Regions from separate parts of the Gossypium hirsutum genome. Here all the other regions are linked to region 1. A link is a contact called in public Hi-C data. All regions are on one chromosome and are shown on one strand. Each heading gives the region's core, a stretch centred on a gene start, on an enhancer-like site or on the middle of the called end of the contact. The rest is flanking DNA. Distances are from core to core; before and after follow the strand shown. Region 1 holds the start of LOC107887231 (probable calcium-binding protein CML27). Region 2 holds the start of LOC107887194. Region 3 overlaps LOC107887865 (serine/threonine-protein kinase 11-interacting protein). Region 4 holds the start of LOC121219439.

Region 1 (2,861 bases), core at 318-2,817:
ATTATTTTTAAGAAGTAAAATATAATTTTACTATTATTAATTTAAAATTTATAAATTATAATCGGTACCCAACAGCCAAATTTATAAAATTGAAAAAGAAATATGATGAAATTTGAATTGGTGACAAAATGTTCAAACATTTAGCGTACTGTTTGAATTAAAGATTTATCTGATTTGGTTACAGCCAGACTATTTCTCCTAAATCCAAGGGTTGGTGGTTGGTAGGGGCTAAATGTAAAAACAGCAAAATTGCAGGCAAAATGAAAATAAAAAGAAACCCACCCTGGGTAATTGTAAGCGTAATCAATTTTTTTATTTGATTCCATGAAGTTTAGAATAATTCAAGAAGACGGCAATTTCATATGTTTGAAGAAATTATTTATGAAGAAACAAAACACAAACAACACAGCCCTAAGGGTCTAAGCCTAAGCCTTACCTTTCTTTCAATCAATTAAAAATTTATGAATCCTACGCCTTAGATCCTTTGCCATTAGTCGCCAAGGAAGCACTCATCATCTTCTGGAACTCCTCGAAATTGACATTGCCATCACCGTCTGAATCTACGGACTTGATCATCCTAACACAATCATCAACCGAACACTTCATCCCTAGCTGATTCAGAACCAGGTGCAACTCGCTCGTCGAAATCAGGCCGTTCTTGTCCTGGTCGTACAAATCGAAGGCGTCGCGCAGCTCCAAGGCGGCGGTGACTTCATCGGATGAAGACCGGAAGAGAGAGGAGAACTCGGAGAGGTTGATGAAGCCGTCTTTGTCGGTGTCGATGTCTTCCAAGACACGTTTGAGTTCTTCCTCAGTGATGCTGGAGCCCATTGATTTCAACACATCGCGGAGCTCCGTCACCGAGATCTTGCCGTCCCTGTTGGCGTCGAACTGGTTGAAGACTTTTTGGAGTTCCTCCTGGTTGACGTTGGAGGATTTCTGGGTTGGAGTTGCCGACATGGTTGCTTTAACCTCAAAGAAAGGAAAATGGAGTAATTGTGGGAGCCGATTTGGAAGTCGAGGTGGGCTTTATAAGCCTGGAGGCAAAACAGAACAACAGTTAAATGCTACTCTAATAATCCTACTTTATCCCTTCCTCATACCACTTCACCCTTATTACAACTGCAAAATAAGTAAATTTGTGATGATACCCATTATTATTTGAAATTTGAAATTTGTTTCTGTAAACCCCCCCCCCATTTATTCAACTAAATTTCTTTTAACCCTATTCATTTTAGGGTAAAGTACATTAAATACTCACTCAATTTTGATTTTAATAACAAAATAGTTACTCAATTTTTAAATATGATAAATCAGTCATAGAAATTATTTTCCATTACAAACATGACGAAAAAGTGACTTGTTATTTAATTGGCCATGTTCGAGTCCTTGCTATCATTTAATCGGGCACGTTGGAGGTTTTGTTGTCATTTAAACAGCCTCATTTAAGAACCCTAGCTAGGCAATAGAAGAAAAAGAAGAAGAAGAAGAAGAAGAGAAGAAATGGTTATATCGTCCAATCCCTCACTCTAAGAACCCAATCGTCACCGTCCAAGTTTTCATGTGTTCTCCTTTTACATCATCCAAAAATCACTCATTTATTATCCAATCCTTCACTCTTTTTGAAATTTTTACCTTTTTCTTTTGAATTTTTTTCTTCTTCCCATGGTTTCCTCCACAATTCCGACTAATGTTCTTGTCTCTGCCCCTTATTTTTCTTTTTGATTGGAGAATATCCATAAGATTTTCGAAATTTTGTGGTCTCAAAATTAAACCCAGGTTGACATCGCTGACTCAGTCATCCAGATTGACAATCAGGATCCGAGTTGAGTCGGACGTGTAGTTTGTAAGGCTCAGAACACCACTGTTGATGGTTAGTTTTGTTTGTTTTCAGTATAAAATAATTTGATTTTTCTGTTTTAATTGTTTTTCTTATGCTTTTCTTTTTTAGTTTGATTGGTTGCTTGGAAAGTGAAAGAAAGTGGGAGGAAATAGAAAGGATTATTGAGCATAAAAGAAAAAGAAATTATTTTTTTGGTTCATGTCCAACTTATGTATAACGCGGCAAGTTAACTGACAACGTCAGCTAGTTAACTAACTACACCACCTATTTCGTTAGGCCTATAACAAAAAATGTTAATGGGTGACTGATTTGTTACTTTTCGATAATGTTAGTGACTGATTTGTTATTTTTTAAAAGCTGAGTGACTGAGTTGAAAGTTGAGTGCTTGTTTTGTTATTGAAATCAAAGTTGAGTAACTATTGGTGTAATTTATCCTTCCTTTTTTTATTCTAATTTAGCCGAAAAAAATCATCTTCAAACTACATATTAATAATTAACTTGTCTATTTTCTTTTGTTAATATTTAATTTGTCTATGGATTTAACAATTTTGGTCCTATCTATAACAATGTCGTTTTTTTTCCATTAATGAAATTGTCATGACAAGTTCAAATCTGATGCAAATAATAAGATGAATTACTTTGTACACATAGCCTGACCATGTTGGCTCAAATTTTATTGAAAAAAAAGCAACAATAATTAATATGTTGCTTAAATAAAAAAAATTTAAAGAAAAACTTTAATATCGACTTTGGACAAAAATACTATTGGTAATGTAAAGAAATTGAAAAAAACAAGTCTTAACGATTACGATTTGACAAAATTAGAATCTAGCTTTTAAATGGTTACGATTTGACAAAATCTGGCTATTTAGATTTTTTAGGAAATTGACTTTTCAAATTTACTGTTTTTCCTTTTAGAAAACAATATAAATAGGAGGTCATTCTCCTTATTTTTTATAGAACACAACAAGAGAAAAATAACTTCTTTCATCCTTATGTTCTCTAAATTCTGGTGTTT
Region 2 (3,056 bases), core at 71-2,570, 340 kb before region 1:
TATTCAAATTTTATTTTTTTATTTTGTTAAGCGACTAAAACATAATTATAATTTACTAACTAATAATGTAATTTATTCTAAGAAAAAAAATGACTTTTAGCAAATGGAAAGTTAACAATAGCATGTGGGCTGAGGTGTAGTTAAGGTGCTGGCAGGATCTCAACTCTAAAAATAGAAAAATTTTATTTAAGTATTGTAAAAATTTTAAAATTTTAAATTATAAAATTACATGTTCATCCTTTATAAATAATAAAAATTTAATTAATTATTTAAAATTATAAAAATATAAACTATTAAAATAATAAAATTATATTTTTACTATTATAAAAATTATAATTTAATTTCAGAAAGGTTTCAACAGGGGCGAAACCAGGGGGCGGGCATGGGCCTCGGCCCCCCTAAAATGGAAAATTTTCATTTAGGCCCTTTAAATTTTTTTAAAATTTTAAATTAGTAAAGGTAAAATTATACTTTGACCCCCCTAAAATTATAAAAATTTAATTTAATACTTTAAAAATTATAAATATATAAACTATAAAAAATTAAAATTTCCTTCGACTCCCCCAAAAATTCTTTTCTGGCTTCGCCTGGGTTTCAACCTCCTGGAAAGTAACATGAGAGTTTGGACATATAATATTTGGGGTTGGAAATGGAATTTAGGAGTAATTATAAATTTTTAGCTTTGGAAACAGGTTTGGAGTTAAAAAGGAGGGTGTAAGAAATTGAAGCAAGCACGCAACCCAAGTTTTGAACGGTATACGTACATTTCATATCCATAAGCACTTAGAATTGCTGTTCAAATAATAGCCACTCGCACCGTACGGCAATAAACCGTCCACGACTAACTTCATTCATAGCCACCCGTACAGTACGGCTATAAACCTTCTACAAAAGCAAATCAATTTTGATACATGGAGTGAAAATATTAAATTTTATTTATGAAGGCTATTAATTTTTAAATTTAAAAATCATTCGACTTGGTTGAGATCTAATTATTTCTGAATTAATATATTTTCATAGCATTTAAAGGTTTATTTTTTAATTTTAAAATATATTTTAAATCACTTAATTTCGAGTTGAGGTCTTAAGTTGTAACAATTTTAGTGAAATTATGCGAATCAAAATTTTTAGAAAACTTATTAAGGAAAATGATAAGTTTTAAATTTTAATTCGAATTTAAATTATATTGAGATCGATTTAAAATTTAATTTTTATTATATATTAATTAGATTTTATTAAATTTAGTTTAAATTTAGTTCTTATTTGAATGTAATTAATTAGCCTATATAAATTTCTCTTCATTATTTTTTTTTTGTGCAATATTACTTTTGTTTAACGGGTTGTGGGAATTCATTTAATTTAAGATGCATTTCTCAATGGGATCAAATAATGGTTTATTTCTTTATGGTTGAATATTTATTTGTTATTCTTAAATTTATTATTTTAATTATTTTTGTTTGATCTTCCTCCATCGCCCGTTACCACACCCCTTTCTTAAGCCTATGCTTTAATCAGAAGCAAAACAAATTGGAAGCAGAATAAGCAAACAGGATTTCCGATCAAACAAAATGGCAACTGTTTTAGATTCCCATTTCTTAGCTCTAACTGCCATTGTAACTGTATGTTTTTATTTTCTCCCTCTCTCCCTCCAAAATAATTGATGTTTGATTTATTTGGGGTTTTGCTTGTGCAGTTGGGATATCAAATATTTTTCTTTATAATCACTGCTCTTCTCAAGTTCGATAAAGTCACTGACTTTGCAGGTACCTCATCCATAAATTTAGCTTCTTTAATTGTCCTTTTAAACTTTTATTAGAGCATAGGAAAGGTAAAGACCCATATAACAATTCATACAATTCTTCAAATGTGAATTCATTGGTTTCTAAATGATATCGTCTTTGTTTTCTTTTGCTCAGGAAGCACGAATTTTGTTATAATTGCTGTGTTGACTCTGATAATTAAAGGATCATGGCATTTTCGTCAGGTAATTTGGATTGACTGCGTAAAAGTTTGCTTCAAACTTCACTGGTTTAAACTGTTCTTCATCTGTTAGGTGTTGACTCATTTTAGATGGTCCTTAAAGCTCATTTATACTGTTCTTGCACCTCCTGTTTGTATGTACTGATTTTGCAACTCTGCTTTCCAGGTAGTATTGACTTCGCTTGTAGTAATATGGGGGCTACGCTTGGCAATTTTTCTATTGATGAGGTATAATAGTATGAAATTTTATTAACTATTTTTTCCTTTTCTTTTTTGTTTATATATATTTGATGATTTAATTGAAAGATTACCAATATCATGTGAAATGCGTTCAGAATTTTGCAATGGGGCGAGGATCGACGTTTTGATGAGATGCGCAGTAATTTGGGGAAATTAGCAGTTTTCTGGATATTTCAGGTCTTCTTATCTGTCTGATCACACCCATTTCTTTGCTGTTTATCAGTGTGACATCTAATAAACTTTACTGCACCACAATCTTTACATGCATTGCAGGCTGTCTGGGTCTGGACCGTGTCTTTACCTGTAACCGTGGTTAATGCTAGTGATAGAGATCCATCGGTTCGGGCTGAAGACATCATAGGGTGGATTATGTGGTCAGTGGGTATCTCTTTTGAAGCTGCAGCTGACCAGCAAAAGCTTTCTTTCAAAAATTCCCCTGAAAACAGAGGAAAGTGGTGCAATGTTGGAGTATGGAAATACTCTCGCCATCCAAACTATTTTGGTGAGGTGAGCATCATGATTTCCCAGTGTCACCAGTTATGCATCTGGTTGCTTTGCTTCCCTAGATGACTCTAGCTACTACTAGTGCTTGATTTATTCTAAGATCCCTTCCTTTGATAAATAATTCCTCCAAATGATTCTTAACAAATATTGGCTAGATTTTTCTTTGGTGGGGAATTTTCGTTGCCTCTACTCCTATACTTGAAGGTGCTGAATGGCTGGTGATTCTTGGGCCAATCTTTCTGACATTGCTGCTTCTTTTTGTTAGTGGCCTACCATTGCTCGAGGTTTGTTTTCTTACCTTCATTTTTTTATATTGTAATATTTTGCCACAA
Region 3 (3,128 bases), core at 326-2,825, 370 kb after region 1:
TTTTCACCAATGATCACTTTGCAAAATTTCTTGCGTGGAATGGTAAATATCATTATGAGTGCAATTTTATGTGTTTGCAGAGAGAATCTTGGATATATTAAAGTTTCCATAAGTGAGGATTTGGTTGGTCTGAGTCTTTAAGGTTGTGAGGTTAGTGATTTGTGATACTTCATTAGAAGTTAAGATACTAAACATTCCTCAAAACCCTGTATCTAATTCCTATTGTTGGTTATGGTTCATGTGCACTAAATGATAAATGTTGTTAAAGAAGGTGATTTGAATAATCGTTCACTTAACCGTGATAAATGTTATATAAACACCTTTATGTGCTTTCAATGGAAAATTAAGCGATTGGATTGTGGATCCAGGAGAAACCGACTATTAAACAGGTGCTGAGAGTTTATTGGAATCTTTAAAACCATGTGATAAGAATTTGACAGTAAGGAGAGCAGATGGATGTGTCTCAAAGATAGTTTTGGACAGGGTCTGTTAAAACATCAGAGGACCTCATTTGGTCCAAATAATCTTCTGTCGATAAGCAAACTTAAAAAAGAATAGAACTATGTCGCTAAATTCTTTCAATATTCGTGTGAATTTCTAGACTTGGAACTTGGGGAGGACGTAACAATGCTAATGCTCGGATTTCTATCTTTTAGAAATCCTTACTGCCTAAGAATAAAGGCATCCAAGCCCAACTGCGATATGGGTCAGTCCTAATATGAATTTTCAGGCTATAATTTTGTTATGGGATGGCATTTCGTTTAAGAATAAAAGTCTACTCTCCGAACATATACCCTAGTTACGCATCTTAACCTTTCTCAGTAATCCGTAGTGATGTGTAGGGATCATCTAGGGTAAGTGATCATTTGCATGTATGGGTATATCACCGCACATGATGAATAATCACGATATAATCCTTGGATAGAGTGTAAGGTGAATGGAATTCTAATTTGGATAGGACTCTTCGGAATGAAAGAATTTTGTCTATTTCAAAAGTTGAATTGTTGATCCTCGTCACTATGACATTGGATCCAACTCAAAAGGAGGAGGGGGGGGGGGATATTTTAATTTTTAATTAAATATTATATTATTTTCATCGCTGTACTTTTTTTATAGGAGTTATGTTTAGTGTCTTGTTATGTTTTTTCATTAGTTATTGATATTTAATCTTTCTTGGATGTAGCGGTAAATAAAGGGGCAAAGACAAAATCAAAATAGTTTGTTGGGATTAGAATTAAATTATATATTTTTATGATATAAAAATATAATTTTATTATTTTTAAAATATTAAATTAATTTTTTTATATTTTTTAAAAACAATATGTAGTTTTATGATTCTAATTTAAAATAAAATATTATAAACTATAAATGATTTAAATGATTTTGAAGGAGCTGCGCCTGCTAGCTCCCTAGATCCTTCCTAGCTTGGATGCTACAGATGAAGGGTGAGGGGTCTGAATCATAAGAAGACTTGCGCGTAAAGATGTTCCCTTATCTGATCAAATGATTGTCAACATGTAGAATCTGACAATGATACAATTATATTAGCAAATAGTGGTCAATCTTCATTATAGAAGAGAAATTTGAAACGAAGATGATATCAGGGGCATAGACCAGGCGGGCCCGGGCTGGCATAGGTCCCGGCCTTCCCTAAAATAGAAAATTACTTTTTAGGCTTTTAAAATTTTTTAAAAATTTTAAATTAGTAAAAGTAAAATTACACTTTGACCCTCTAAAATTATAAAAATTTAATTTAATTCTCTATAAATTATAAAAATATAAATTATAAAAAATTAAAATTTTAACCGGTCTCCTAACAAAATTTTCTAACTTCATCCCGACTAAAGAAAAAAAAAAAAAACCAACCATGACTTGAGAACAAAGGTGATAAGGACAAGGAACATTTCCAAAAGAAATGCTCCGGTTCGCTGCTTAAACTTCCTAAAATGCATTTCTTTCCGTTCGTTTTTTTCTTGGGCTTTTTTATCAGAATAAAAAATTCTTAAAATGGTATTCCACCACCATTATTTATCAAAATAGTATATTTAGGGTGGTGGAAGGACAATACCATGCCTATCAAAATGATATATTCAGGGTGGTGGAAGGACAATAGAGGTGTGCATGGGCCGGCTGGGTTTGGGCCGGGCCCATAAAAAATTTCGGCCCATTTTCAAGGCACGGGCCTAGTCCGGCCCGAAATATGAGCTTAAAAATTTATCCAAGCCCGGCCCGAAAAAAAAATGATAGGACCGAGCCCGACCCGGCCCGGCCTGACCATATTAAAAAAAATTTGCTTTTTTTTATTAAATAAAAAACTTTAAAATATAATAAATCAAATACATTTAAAACATAAAAATAAATATTAAAACAAAAAACAAATAAAAAATAAGACTAAAATAATTCTTAAAATAATACATAAATTAAAAATAAAATAAAAAGTAATTATATTAAAATTGAAAAATTGAAATAAATTAAAATTAAATTAAGAACTAAATTATATTAATAACAAAAGTTTTACAATATTAAAATAACATTAAAAACAACAAAAAGAGTAAAGTAAAATACTAAAGTTACTTAAAATTAAAAATAATTTTTTTAAAAATAATTTAATATTAAAATTGGGCCGGGCCGGGCCGGGTTGGGCTCGGGCTAAAAAATTTTTACTCGAGGCTCGGCCCATTTTCTAAACGGGCCTCGTTTTTTGTCCAAGCCCATTTTTCGAGCCTATATTTTTACTCAAACCCTCCCATTTTTTGAGCGAGCTTTTGGGTCGGGCCGGGCCGCCCGGCCCATGCACACCTCTAAAGGGCAACACCATCCTTTTTTTTTTGACACAAGTCAATAAATTTTTAAAAAATAAATAAATTTTTAATGGTAGAAGCCGGGAGATAGACGACACTGATTTGATATATAAGTTTAAATATAGGTTAAAATATTGTTAAAAAATTAATTTGTTTTCTTAACAGGTGTTGATTTATGTCAAAAAGAAGAAGAGTTGTATCGCATTTCTGTCACCTTCCACTATATTGAATATGTCATTTCCATAACTAATGGTAGTGGGATATTATATTAGAAATTTTTTATTTATTTTGTACTTTATGAGTTTATGAGTAAAAAAACCTTTTACT
Region 4 (3,170 bases), core at 352-2,851, 290 kb after region 1:
AATTTAGCAAATGAACACACAATTCCTCTAATGAAACGACCGAAATCAGGGCTTTAATGCATAACCAAAAAGACACAATTTACCAAGCATTGATATTCTAATAGAGATGAACTGTTAATCAAGAACAAAACTGATAAAGGCACAAAGAAAACACAATGGCCAAATAAATAAAAAAACAAAAATTGAAACTGAAAGAGGAAGGAAATGAGAGCAACGTGAGAGAGAAGAAGAGAAAAAAGTAGACTAACGTGAGCAAAACATTTGGGGGTTTCCCTTTTTTTAAATCTAACAAAATAAATCAAAATATTCAAATAAAAATTATTATTTAATTAATCATTAACAACCAAACAAATTTATTTATTATTACTATTAAAATAAATTTCAAAACAAAAAATTAAACAATATCAAATTTGTCAAAACCCCTCAAATTTTAATTTTTAAAGAATTAAAAACAAAAATACTTTGAAAAAATTCTCACATTACATACATGTGACTTAAACCCAAGACCAAAGATAAGCTACCAAAGAGTTAGCCACTAAACCAACAAACTCATTTTGCTCCTAAAGCATGAAAATTAACTTAACAGTCCTACTGAACCACTAATCCAACCAACTAGCCTGAATAATTCTAACCTCAATTTTGGGGCGTTATAATTAAAGCCTACGCCTTGGAGTTGGATCAAATGAAATCCATTACAGAATCTAATATTAAACCAAGGGAGGATTTTTGCAGACCCCCAGAACAAGGCAAGATTAATTTTGATGTAGCATTCTATCAACAGGAAATGAAAGCGACAACATGAATCATTACAAGAGATCAGGATGGCTTTGTTGTGGGATCTAGTACTTACCCACTAGGAAGAACTGGGGATCCGATTACAGCAGAAGCGAAGGCTTGTCTTGAAGTTATTATTTTCGGGGAAGAAATGGGCTTTCTAGATCTGGTTGTGGAAGGTGATGCCCTAACCATTATTAAAAAAATCAAGTATGATTTAAAAGATAAATCGGTTATAGGCAACTTAATTGATGAAATAAAGAGGAAAAGATCCAGCTTTGTTCTCTTATCTTTTGAATATACCCCTCAAAATACATATGAAGCAACACATGCCTTAGTAGGACGAGGACACAATCTATCTGACCTAATCTACTGGATGGAAGAGGTATCATCGGAAGTAGAGCCTATCATTGTCAACGATCATAGAAGGGTTTTGGAATGTTAAAGGAGTTGTGTTACCATTCTGAGTTTGGTGATGGTGTTTTTAAAGAAAAATGGTACATATTTTCTCCGAAGAACTCAGGCTTTGGAGAGGTCTGGTATGGTTTTCGAAGAACAATACAGTGATGGAAGAAACCAGATGGCTCCGGTGATAGTTGCAGATGTAAAAAAGAGGAAATGTGTTTAGGAACCCAAAAGGGTTAGAGGTTTTTGTTATTAGGTTTTATTTCTCCTTAGGTATTAAGTTTTTTTCATTTCTTTCTTTAATGATTTAGGAAAGCCCAAGGTACCACCTCGGTTGCTAGTAATATTGCGACAGCTATTGGGCCAACTGTTGTTTAGCCATTTAATTTGTGGATTTCGAGTTACCTCTTTAAAGCATATTCGTTTTCTGTTTCAATAAATAAATAAATAAAATTTTAAGAGAAAACAATATTTTTAATTTTTCCTTAAATTGTTGAATGATTTTGGTTTTAGATTTAGATATATGATTTTTGACATGTTGTATATAAAATATTTGTGTTGGACTATACAAGATTGAGTTTAGGTTGGATCAAGTTTTTGACTTTCTCATATTGTAATGATTCGGTTTGATTTTCTATTTTTCCATATTAATTTTGAGTTTTTGAACTTTAACAAAGTACGCTTTGTTTTATGACTTTAGAAATATTATTTGATTAAATTTCAAAATCTTTTTCATAAATATTTATATAAAAAAATTGAAAGTAAATAAAAATAATATTGTAATTTTTTAAAAATATTTAAATCTAAAAGATTTGCTTCTACATCATATAAAATAGAAATAGAAATAGAAATTGTCTTAACTTCATTTGTCAACACCAGAATTTTATTTTATTTTTTCAAAGATAAGCATCATCTTTTTGAATACTCTAAGATAGTACAAGAAGTATTAACTATATAAAGCACAACAAAAATCAAAGAGAAGAAACATTAATGCAAGGATGTTTTCTCTTGATATTCTTTTGTATGGTAAACTGCTTTCATGCATTTTAAATGGATTCATAAAGCTAAAAACTCATTTTAGACCTTCAGATTACACTAACAACATATATATTTTTTTAGATTATTTTAAAAATGATTTATCAAAATATAAACCCAAACCAATTAAGTTTAAGATTTTGTTATATCAAAATAACAATCTAATTAGAAAAGGTTAGATATTTTGTGACAAAATAAAGTATTAAAATGGGTTTTGGGATCTTGAGGAAAGGGTGGGTATGAAATGCGCCAATGAGTAGTCCAGATCTGGATCGTTGGCCGTCATTGCCTGGCTAGATTCGGAGATTTGATGCCTTCAATAAATATAAAACTAGTTACTTAGTGCAGATATTACATTTTATTTGAGACTTTAATATTCTCTCACAACTTTTTATTCATAAAAAGAGTTTAAAACAAAACATAGGCAGTGATACCTTTTCTTGTACCAGTGTCTGTCCTATTATCTTATTGCACTGTCTGCGACATGGTATTTGTCATTTTATAGCCCTATCTATTGCCTCTTAAAATATTATCTATTGGATCTTAAAAAATATTAACAATTTCAGTTTGAAATCATGAATGCAGCACGCAAATGTTTTTATATTTTTTATTTGGTATAATCTCAAACTTAGCCCTTAGTACTTACATTTTTTTGTCAATTTGGTCCTTTTTTCTTTAGCAAAATTTGGCCCTTAACCTTTTTAAAAAAAAATCAAATTTGACCATCAAATTTTTGAAAAACAGTTGAAATAATTTTTTAATGATTAATATTAATTAAAATGTTAATTTTTTAAACATGACAATGTACTCCATGTTGCTTCTTTTTTTGATTTTTTATAAAATTTTTATATATTTTTTATTTTGATTTTAATAATTTTTTAATTATTTGTTGACTTGACATATAAGACAAATGGTGTTATGTTAGCATGACATGCACATGGACTACCATGCGAGCT

Evidence for each region. Hi-C and Micro-C count contacts between places; a contact is called where the count stands out from the background.
Region 2: a Hi-C map of leaf shows a contact between it and region 1, with 4 times the contacts expected there. The contact joins the promoter of LOC107887194 here to the promoter of LOC107887231 in region 1. A contact is called at or near these places in 3 of 34 Hi-C or Micro-C datasets (all in leaf).
Region 3: a contact with region 1 is called in a Hi-C map of leaf, with 2.3 times the contacts expected there. The contact joins the enhancer-like site here to the promoter of LOC107887231 in region 1. A contact is called at or near these places in 2 of 34 Hi-C or Micro-C datasets (both in leaf).
Region 4: a contact with region 1 is called in a Hi-C map of leaf, with 2.2 times the contacts expected there. The contact joins the promoter of LOC121219439 here to the promoter of LOC107887231 in region 1. A contact is called at or near these places in 3 of 34 Hi-C or Micro-C datasets (all in leaf).

What each region holds. Positions count from the first base shown.
Region 1 is chrA03:48,612,282-48,615,142 of Gossypium_hirsutum_v2.1, reverse strand. It overlaps LOC107887231 (probable calcium-binding protein CML27), which reads right to left and starts at 1,567. Exons shown (of 1, transcript XM_016811410.2): 1 at 295-1,567. The coding sequence starts at 960. The coding sequence ends at 469.
Region 2 is chrA03:48,956,747-48,959,802 of Gossypium_hirsutum_v2.1, reverse strand. LOC107887194 reads left to right here and starts at 1,320. Exons shown (of 10, transcript XM_016811360.2): 1 at 1,320-1,619; 2 at 1,694-1,763; 3 at 1,917-1,984; 4 at 2,147-2,208; 5 at 2,316-2,397; 6 at 2,494-2,727; 7 at 2,880-3,008. The coding sequence starts at 1,569.
Region 3 is chrA03:48,243,263-48,246,390 of Gossypium_hirsutum_v2.1, reverse strand. LOC107887865 (serine/threonine-protein kinase 11-interacting protein) reads left to right here. Exons shown (of 8, transcript XM_016812086.2): 8 at 81-270. Among protein-coding and RNA genes, the nearest start is that of LOC107887865, 5.7 kb to the left of the region's middle. Within about 2 kb of position 1,575, at least 7 of the 9 cell types and tissues checked have an H3K27ac peak or open chromatin away from gene starts, as enhancers often do. A contact at or near this core is called in leaf, where this site is marked.
Region 4 is chrA03:48,326,662-48,329,831 of Gossypium_hirsutum_v2.1, reverse strand. LOC121219439 reads right to left here and starts at 1,601. Exons shown (of 2, transcript XR_005916205.1): 1 at 851-1,601.